Regions from separate parts of the Rattus norvegicus genome. Here region 1 is linked to region 2. Evidence: chromatin contacts called from public Hi-C data. All regions are on one chromosome and are shown on one strand. The core of a region is the stretch at or near the end of the contact, and the rest is flanking DNA. Distances in the headings are between cores, read along the strand shown. Region 1 holds the start of Tbx2 (T-box transcription factor 2). Region 2 overlaps Bcas3 (BCAS3, microtubule associated cell migration factor).

Region 1 (5,090 bases), core at 671-3,170, 120 kb before region 2:
AGGCATCTCGGGGTCGGCTTTGCCTGCCACCATCCATCTCGAGTTGTGAAACTTATATCGGCAGTCATCGGCAGCCACAATGTCCATCAGCAGGATGTACTTGGCCTTCTTGTCCAGGCCGCTGACTCGCACCTTGAAGGGGGGGAACATCCGCCTCGGAGGGAGGGAAGGGGGATATGCCATTGGGACCCGGGTCTTCTTGGCCCCTTTGCCTTCCCCGTGGTGTGACACCCTGCCTGAAGTCTCCCCATCTATGTTCCCCATCTATGTCCTCTACTTGTGCTGTGCTCCTAGTGCTACCAGGAAGACCCGACCTGTGTTTGTTACTCCCGAAACATCTCCTTTCTGCCGGCCAGACCCTGTTTTGTAAAGTCTTGGATTAGTTTTGCACTCAGATCTGGGAACCTTTCCTCCACTCTGATCCGAGATGAGGGTTGATGCCCAGGAAAGGAAACTAGGCCCTTTAGAGATACCCTGGGTTTTTCTGAATGGCCCAGAGATTCGTAGAGAGGAAATAAACTATTGGGACAGGCTCAAAGAAATAAACTAGCAAGGTCTTTGTCTGGGGAAACGATTTAGAACCTTAATCAGGGAACCTTAGCCTAGAATTTCGGGGGAACAGGGTGAACCCGAGGCCTGGACTTTCAGTGCTGGGAGGATTGGGGATTGTGTTTTTCTCCTGGCTTTAAGGCCTCAAGAGGTGACTGGTCCAGAGCTCCAAGCTCCAAGGACAAGCAAGATTCTCTCCAAGGCCTAGCTGTGGGCTCAACAACTCTCTGCCAGAATCAAGTGGTCGGTCTGGAGCTAGCAGGAGTCGGGATGCTAGTCACATTATGGACTCCGGTGATCGGTGGAGAATCCGGGTAAGGTTCCTTCTCTTAGGAACTCGGAGACCGACCGGGATACAGAAAAGCGAGACCGCAAGGGGCGGAGGAGCCCCTCCAGAGTCGAGCCACAGAGGCTTTGAGACTCAGAAAGGTTAGGAATATTCTTTAGGAGAGTGTTTTCGTTTTATTTCAATCGAGAGGTGTTTGCTTTTCTTTTTCTTTTTTAATTCGCTCCGGAGTCAAACGAAAAAAAAAAAGTCAGTTTGCTTGTCTGTGGAGAAGAGCGTGGCGCCAGGGCCGGAGCGTGGAGAGCCTAGAGTGCATCGGCCCAGTGCTGGTGGGTGCTGTCCGATCCCCGAGCCCTCCCGCCCGCCGGTCTCCCGGCCACCCTACCTCCCGGACTTGGTGATGACCATCTCGGTGCCCAGCTTGTGGAACTGGTCCCACAGCTCCTTGGCCTCCAGCGTCACCTTGGGGTCGTCCTCCACCTCGTCCTCGGGTTCCAGGCTCTTGAGCGAGCGCAGATGCGCGGCGGGCGGGTGCGGGCCGAGTGCCGAGACGTGCAGCCCCGCCTCGGCTGCCGCCGCCGCCGCTGCAGCCGCGGCCGCCGCCCCCGCCAGGCCCGGGTCGGGCAGAGGCTTGGCCAGCGCGCCGGGCGGCAGCGCTAGCGCCGGGAAGAAGGAGGGCTGCGCTGCCGCCAGGAAGGCGGACATGGGGAAGTCGGCGGGCCGTGGCGCGTGGAACGGATGGTAAGCCATGGCGCTGGCTGCCAGCGCCGGCTCTCTCATCGGGACATCCGGCCCAGGCACCCGGGAGCCGGGGCCGGGGCCGGGGGCGCGCGCCTCGGACCCCCGGCCCGGGCGGCGGCGCGCGCGGAGGACAGACGGCCCGGGCGGCGGGCGCGGCAGCGGCTTCTCCCGGCTCCCCGTCCCGCGCACCTCAAGGGGCGCGGGGCTCTGGACGCGGGGGCGGAGGGGGCTCTGCGCGGGGCTGGGCTGGGCTGGCCGACTCCGGCGCCGGGGACCACGCGCGACTGGTTAGATCTTGTCCTGATCTCTGGAAAACTGTGACTATCTCACATGTCCTGCCCTGTTCGGATCCCCTGCGCTAACGAGCCAGGCCCCCCTTGATTGCTGATTTTACGCTTTTTGGACCAATTGTGGGTCTCCGGGGGCGGGGTTTTGACAGCTCAGGCCAAGCTCTGGACGGGAGGGGGGGCCAGGGAGAAGGTGTCGGAAGCCTCAGCAGTAAGAAAACATGTCAACAGAATAAAATATTAACCAATGACGGGCCGGCGGGCCCCGAGACCCCTCCCCCTGGCCTGGCCCCCACCTCGTCGTCCGCGCCGGCCGCTGCCTGGGCGAGGGCTGGAAAGCGCAGAGGGCCGATCTGACCCGCCGAAAGGGCCTGAGGCAGGGGGCGCCCGGATCCCAGGGCCTTGGGGAAGGACCCCTAGCCGCATGCCGGCCCCAAGTGCAAAGCATTGACACGTTCGGGAGAGGAGAGGGGGCGCCCTTTCCCTCCCGCGCCGGGAGTCCCGGCCGCTTTGGCCTGCGCCCCAGCCTGGCCTCCCACCCCACTCCCGGTCACCGCCCCGGGTCCATGCACTTCGGAGGGAGGCTGCGGGCACTGGAAAGCGAGGCCGGTGGGCGGGCAAGTCAGGAGGCTCGGGCGACCGAGGTCCCGGAGCCGAAATCAGGTGGCCGGAGCCGGTGAGTGGGGAGCCACGGCAGAACCCTGATGGGGCCGGCACGGGCGGGAGCGGGACGCGGCCTTGCACTGGAGAAATGAAGGGACCCCCCCCTCCTCACCTGCTCCTCCCCTCATAGACTCAGGAACTGGGGTTACAGGCAGGCCGGCATTTAGCCTAAAGTAGGTATGTGTCAGGTCCTAAGTCAAAACCTTCTGGCGAGTTGGGGAATGGATCCTTGGGGCCAGATAGGTGAGCGCACCTTCTACAGAGCCCAAGGCGGTACCGCGCTAGCCGATCCTAGAACTCAGATTCTCCACACGCGCCAGAACGAATTTTCGCCGCATCCGGTATTGGAGATGCAAGCTTATCTCTTCCTAAACACTGGCATCTTTCCTTCACCTCCAGTTACTTCTCTAGAGTTTGTTTCCGTCTTTTGGAAGCTCAAGGCCCCCTAGTTCAGGAATGCTGAGTAATGCGGGTGGGAATCGAGGTGTCTGCCAGCATGTGTGAACACCCCTTTCGACAATCAGTCTTCGTTTGCTCTCTGGCAACGGCCCCAATGCATCTTCGTGTGTGTGTGTGTGTGTGTGTGTGTGTGTGTGTGTGTGTGTGTGTGTGTGTATTTTGTGTCCAGTGTGGTGCCCTCCGTACACATTGAGAGCCATAATCAGGTGTGTCCAGAGTAAAAAGATCATACACTTGCCCATTTATGGCTGGTGCTCCGACCCTTGTGCTTGTTGGGGAGGGGAGGCAGGGTATGCACTAGCCACAGTGGACCCTCCCACCCACCCAACCAGTATAAGCAAATTCTGCCCTGTGCTCGCATGGTGGGTGCCCTGTGCTCGCTCATCAGTGGCCCAGGCAGCTCGCCCCTCTGCTACGTACACCAGGTCTCCGGGCACTTGGTAGCTGACCGCCCAGAAAGGCGTTTAAAAGCTAGTCGCCCCCGGCAGTACGGGGTTGAAACCAGCAGGAGTCGTTTGGCCTCCACGACCTTTTTTCCTATACATCTGAGCCAACCACCAGGAGCTTGTAATTCTTCATAGCCCTGTGCGCGCCTGCCCCACTAGGTTTTTCTTCAGGACCTTACTCTTGGCTAGGTCGCTTTTTCTCATTTTTTTCTCTGCCCATAATGAATCTTCAGCTCTAGTTCGCAGCTGGTGTGAGATCCATGGCAGCTTTGCATTGGTTCCAATTTAGACAGGATGTGGCTCCTCCAGGAGATAGGTGTCTGAACAACACACTTAGGCAGTTAGTGAGGCGAACAACAACAACAACAACAACAACAAAGTCAGGTCAGCTTTCCGAATTAGTTGTGTGTGTGGGATCAGGCACTTTAGTACCTTGTAAAAATGTGTATGTATTGAAGTATGTATGTATTTTTGGACATTTTTCCTGGATAGCATACTGTAGCTGGTCTACCCGTTTAGGCCCGAGATTTGAAACACGAAGGTCTGAATTATTGGTCCTCGAAACCGGGCAGCTGTCGCCCAGTGGCTACATTAGGGGATCTGAATCCCACTTAAGTTAAGGACCTGACCTGCGACTGGTCAGACACTTTTTCCCTGCCTCCCCGGCAGGTTGGGATTCCACCAACCGCTCCAGCCCACCACCACACAGTCACCTGGAGAACCTGCCTTAGCCACTCTTAAGATTCTTTATCGACCCATCCCCAAACTTTCTTAGAATATCCTTGGATCATCGAAAACTGGCGCTGGGGCGGCCCAAGCAGCCTCTTGAGCGGCGCCTTGCGGCCCGCAGCTCCTGCTCCGCCCTACCCCCGCCTGGGTCTACCCCCCACTCCTCTCCCCTTCTCAGGAACAGGCGCCCCTGGGGGAGTCCCCCGGGCAGAGTGTGCGTGTCTCTTTAAGAGGCCCCGGGGGGCGCCTCGCGGGCCGCCCGGGGCTGGAGGGGGAGGGCACGGGCGAGGGCGCCTGGCGCCAGGCGGCCGAGGCTCCACAACAAAGCTCCGGCCCCTGTCACTTCGCATCGGCCGGGACCCGCAGACGGGTGGGGGACGCGCGCTCTGCCGCCCCTCCCTCTCCCAGGCAGTCCTGGGCCGGGGCGTCGGGCAGGCGCTGGCTTCGCGGTTCCAGGCCCCTTTCACGTGGTTCTTAGTCTTAGCTTCCCGCAACCAAACCGAGCACCAGTAGCCCGGGCCAGAGGGGACTGCGTTCCCAAGCCTGGCAGGGCTGCCGGGTTCATCTTTTGGCCGGGTTACATCGAGAATGGTCTCGCATAGGTCCCTGTAGGTATCTGCACGCATGACCCGCGTGGAGTGGATGCGGGAATGCTGGGGGATGTGTGGTCCTGTGGCAGAGTTGAATGAGGGGCACGTGAGCGCCAAAAACTGGGCACTAAGCACGCCTTGACATATGAATGTGTCTGGAAAAAGCTGGGGTGACATGAGTGGCCCTATGCGTCGGACAAGTGGTCGGTAGAAGACACTAGGCGCATTCGTTGTTTCCATCCATGGCTTCTCCACCGGACCCGCGCCTCTTGGAGCCTTGGCGCCAGCTAGCCCGGTTAAGCAGTAGGGCTGGGCTCCCCCGCGGTCCTGGGTCTGGCCA
Region 2 (4,842 bases), core at 1,479-3,978:
TGACTACTGAAGTATTCTCATTAGGAGAGACTGAGTATATCTGTGCATATGAAGAGACGATTGAAGACGTGTCAAAAGCCAGGATCCTTGTCTCTATCAGACATATCATTTTAGTGCTGTCGTCTAAGCCCCAAGGCAGACACCTAGTGGTACCTGAGACTGCCAGAGGACTTTCTTGGAACCATGCTTAAGGCCAGCACTGAGCTCTTGCCTTTCTGCAGGTTGAGGCCTGGGCTGCTAGTGCTTCTTGGGCCACAGGACAGAAATAGCCCGGAACTCCTCGGGTTCCTTATGAAGGGGTTGCTTTACGTGGCCCTGTCTCCAGCTGGCTAACCACCTAACTCCTCGTGCCTCACTGACTCAGTGTCTTCAAAGTCAAGAGGCGCACATTGATCTCTGACACCGTGAACTCCCTAGACAAAGATATCCACAGAAAGCCAACCAGAGAAGAAACTGCTTCAGGCTTGATGGCAAGAGACTTATTGGCCTCTGTAGGGTGGTCTAGGTCAGGGCCTCTTTGAAAGTAAGTCTACAACGTTTCTGTCAGAAAGTGCCTCCACTGCATAAAGTCACTGGGCCACTGGCTTATGCCTACCAGCAGAGGCTGAGGGTGTGGTGGGTAACATATACTCACTGTGAAAGGTATAAGAAAAGTCAGAAAATAAAATATAAAGGAGACAGTTGTGATTTGAAGGTTCAGAAATCTGTTTGACCAAGATCCATTTCTAAGAGGAAAGGGTGGTACGGCCTTCCCAGTCCTAGAGTCTAGGAGGAAATCTGTATACAGTAGCTTGCCAAGAAAACCATCAAGAACTCAAGTTTCCTTCAAGTTAAACCCCATCACTTAATAAAATAATAAGGTACCATTCACTGAACATCTAAACAAATTGCTAGGATGTTACCACAAACAGCTCAGGGAAAGGAACGCTGTGGTGCGTTTCCCACATAAGCAGCTACAGCAGAAACCCTCAAGTCTCTGAACCCTACACACAGTATGGCTAAAACAGTCTATAAAAGAATTCCGAAGACCGACCTTTCTGTTGGAAAAGCTTCACTCTCTACAGACACAGCAGTAAAGCACCCAGAGAGAAGCACAGAGCCAAGCCTTCTCTGATTTCAGGGCTGACACCTACTCCTTGCTCATGAGGATATGACCACTGTGGGCGCAGAAGTATGGAGACGAGGTCTCTGTCTCCTTGGTAGCTGCATGCATGCTTTGGAGACAGTGGCATGGAGAAGAAACATAGGAAAGCAGAATGTAGAAACTAAATAGAGGGCAGCTAGGGAAGCAGTTTGGTCCAGCTCATCCAACTGTCCTTCCCTCCTCCCACCCCGACTCTTAGAGACAGTATGTCAGTAACACCTGGGCAGGCTTGTGACCTGTGGGCCAAGCTTCTGTGTCCCGGCTGCTGGGATTACAAACTACTCCAGTTCCTCCAGGCTCAGGGTCTCTGCGGCATGTCTAACCTCAGTCTCTTCTTACCTTGTGAAAGGGAACCCAGAGGTGAGTAGTGACCCCCTGTGCTTTGGTTCTGTTCCTTGGCAAATCCTAAGTGAGATTAGCTTGGGAAAGTATTTGTGACAAGTGACAGAAGACAGGAATTGCTGATATTTTCATCCACGTCTGGGGTGGAGAAAAAGGTGAAGGATCTTTGCTGATCTCTGGGAGTTGAGAGCAAGTAACATATGAAACTTCAATAAGTCATTGTGCTTCCTTGAGACAAGTTTTTGAGAAAAAACGTTCACCAGTGCCTTCAGAACAAACTCAGATTATTGTAATGAAACAAGAGGCCCACAGAGGAAGGTATCAGGGAGAAAAAAGCGAGGTGACAAAATAGGGTCATTTCACTGTGACCAGGCAAAATACAGGAACTGAATGATTTAAGATTAAAAATGTTCTTACTGAAGTCACATGAGCTTGTAGTTGACTTTTTTTTTTTTTTTTTTTTTAGGTAAATGATGGCTTTGTTATGACCCCCGCTGTCAGGTAGTGGCAGAGGGATAGGAGTCCAAAGGGAAGGTCACCCAGGTATCGACTGAGGTAACAATTCTACTTTCTAAACCCGTGAGTCTTGTATTTAAAAAGAAATATGCTGGCCATAGCAGCTAGAAAGTTAAGTCATCTTCAGAGTAGGGTTATTACCACAGGCCTCCAGGGTCCTGCTGAGGGAGGCCGGCAGCAACCCAGCAGGGCTAAGCCTCTTCAAGGTTTTAAATGAAAAACATCCACTTAACTTTTATAGGGGATTGTTCCCTAATAACCTACGAGGAAGGCGGCTGGCTCTCTTGAGTTTTCCAGCAGGGTTGTCTCTAGGTTGACTAAGGAACAAGGGCACAACTGCGATTTTAACTAGGGTCCCAGTGGGCCAAACAGAGAAGAAAGCCTACAGGATTTAGGTCTCAGGCCTATTAGCTGAAGGCTCTTTCATCAACAGAGTTCCTTTTATATGTAAATTAGACAAGATTCCATCCAATGACCAAAGTAGGCTAGCAAAAGTAAAGCCAGATCGCAAGGAAGCCAAGGAGAATGAATTACAAAAGATACCCCACAGCTCCAAGGCCTATTTCAGTGAAACGCATGAACAAAGTTAACCCTGGAACCAAACAGGACAGCAACAGGGAGGAGGACCCCTGGGAATCCAGGTTCCTCAGCTGGCATCTGGCATCTAACCGCAGGGTTCCTGGCAGCATTGGTCTAGACTTCTGGTGGCTTGTGACCTTTTTACTCTACCTTAGGCAACCCTGGCATTCACAAGGCCACATTCCTAAAGGTGACTCTAACTACAGCAACTGCACAAGTTAACAGTAGTGAAAATCACAAACATGAAACAACCTGAATGCCATTACTAACAACAGGTTCATATGGAGCAAGGAACTGGAACTGAAGCATGCGCGTGTTTCACCGTCCTGCTAACAGTGAAGCGGATGCTGACAGCATGGTTTGTAGAAGCAGCTAAGGCTGAGACTCTGAGTCGTTACAAAGGTTGTAGGTACAGCATGGGATGGACGGACACCTAGAGTCAAAACCAAGAGGGAGAGAGAGGATGGGAGAGCAGTGAGGCTGGCTCCTGAACTCAGAGGACATGAGACTGAGGCCAGTGACAGTGAGTCTAACAGCCAGAGAACTCAGGGATAGGGACTTCAGGACTGCTCCCATGTCACTGCCTCGGAATGAGGACCGAGAATTAGATAACCTTTAGGGACCTTTTTACCCCTGACACTCTACACAAGGGGCCCTGTTCCATAAGGACCTAGGAACTGTTTAATTCCCAGGCTTAAAAAAAGTTCTTCATTTCTATTTTAAAAATTGCTTGTTCCCGTGGCCCTGGAATGCCTGCCTCTGGCCCCTCTGGAGCCCTGGGTTATGTGAAAGCTGCTGTGCCAAGCTGGTCCAGGGGCGGGGCTAAGCCTTCCTGGCTGGCTTGTGACATGCTCCTGACGTACTGTGTGGTCAAGGAGCTGGAACTGGGGGGGCTGAACAAGGGCCAAGCCTTGCACTTCAGCTTCCTGACCTGGCAGCCATTCAGAGAGACCCTGCTAAGTGCTATTTCCTAAATACACTCTCTTTTCATAACAATCTTACCACATTGCTTTCCTTTACAAGCCCTCTTAAAAAAGGGAACTGGACTCCTTCTGGTTAATCTACACAGACTACATTTGGAAACCATCAGAAACTGAACTCTAAACAAAACGTTATTAATGTGTTGTAATCTGCCCTCTATGTTGCAGATGAAAAGAAAATGTTTTATAGCTGTGGAGCATACGTTTTAATTGCCTTTTAAGAGTGCATATACTTTTAGGACTTCATGTTATAAAACTGTAGTATCTGTTTCCTGATAACTGTTGAGTGATCTCAGCTATTTTTATTAGTTGTCCCCCCCACCCCCCTTTCTCATCCTTTGCTCCCTTTTCTCCTAAACTGCCACCCATGGGAAGTTCCTTTAGATCAAGCTTAATATGACGCTCACATATTTAGGGTCTTCATTATAAATAGCTTCTTTACAGTCTCCGCCTCACTATAAAACACGTGTGCCCGAAAACGAGTCCCATAAACAAAGATGGACTGGGTGGCTTTGTACAATAACCCAGTCTTGCTGGGAACCCAGCGGTCCAGCCTTTTCCTAGTTGCCATGGCGTTTTTATGGGGGCAGATGACCTGAGGAGATCTGATGCTCCTGCTACTTTCCCAAGTGTGCAGCCCTGTCCCAGGAGACTAACACATCAGTCAACAACTCCGGAGGCTTCACAAGCAAAGTCTCGGATGCACCAGGATCCAGTCTTTTCCAGTACCGAATCCTAAATTCATTAGATCTGGACCTAATATCCACATAATCTTCACCAGCCTACCACTAGGCTGACAGATCTTTGGAAAGTCAGGTCACATGCCAGTGTGTGTGGGAGCCCAGAGTTTGATTGTTTTGCCTTCTAACTGGGCTTACAATACCTAGATCTTGTACTAGTGATCTGAGACTGGTGTATAGGAAATGGGCTAAGAGTTTGCTGGGGTAGGGTCAGGGAGTGGAAGCAGTGGTGGAACTGTGTGTTGGGCTCTGGAGTCATCTCTAGCATGAAGAGGGCCCTGCTCTGAAGCATCTCAAGGTAGCCGTCAGTTATAGAAGTCTTCTGAGATCAGCCAATAGAGGAGGACTCCTTTTCAAAGGCAAGCTTCACAGGTTCCTTGAACCAAAAAGACATCCCTAGTGATTATCTGGCCCGCACTCACTTTTGGGTTGGGGAGCAGAATCTGAGGTCATTAACTCTTGCAGAGCTGAATGTTTCTTAATATCTGGAGCTCAGCCTGGCTTCCAGATCACCAGCTCTTGGCCCAACCCGTGTGCTCAT

The links. A called contact is a pair of places that touch in the nucleus more often than the background predicts.
Region 1: a Hi-C map of psoas muscle shows a contact between it and region 2, with 2.6 times the contacts expected there. The contact joins the promoter of Tbx2 here to the enhancer-like site in region 2. A contact is called at or near these places in 3 of 12 Hi-C or Micro-C datasets (the A7r5 cell line, prefrontal cortex and psoas muscle).

Annotation. Positions count from the first base shown.
Region 1 is chr10:71,173,912-71,179,001 of GRCr8, reverse strand. It overlaps Tbx2 (T-box transcription factor 2), which reads right to left and starts at 1,920. Exons shown (of 7, transcript NM_001401806.1): 1 at 1,221-1,920; 2 at 1-154. The coding sequence starts at 1,615. The region is part of intron 1 of LOC134480843 (large ribosomal subunit protein eL21-like); the gene reads left to right.
Region 2 is chr10:71,055,562-71,060,403 of GRCr8, reverse strand. All of the region lies in intron 24 of Bcas3 (BCAS3, microtubule associated cell migration factor), which reads right to left. All of the region lies in intron 1 of LOC134480843 (large ribosomal subunit protein eL21-like), which reads left to right. LOC134480844 (a long non-coding RNA gene) reads right to left here. Exons shown (of 2, transcript XR_010055718.1): 1 at 1-4,842. Among named protein-coding and RNA genes, the nearest start is that of Tbx2, 120 kb to the left of the region's middle. Within about 2 kb of position 2,728, at least 21 of the 93 cell types and tissues checked have an H3K27ac peak or open chromatin away from gene starts, as enhancers often do.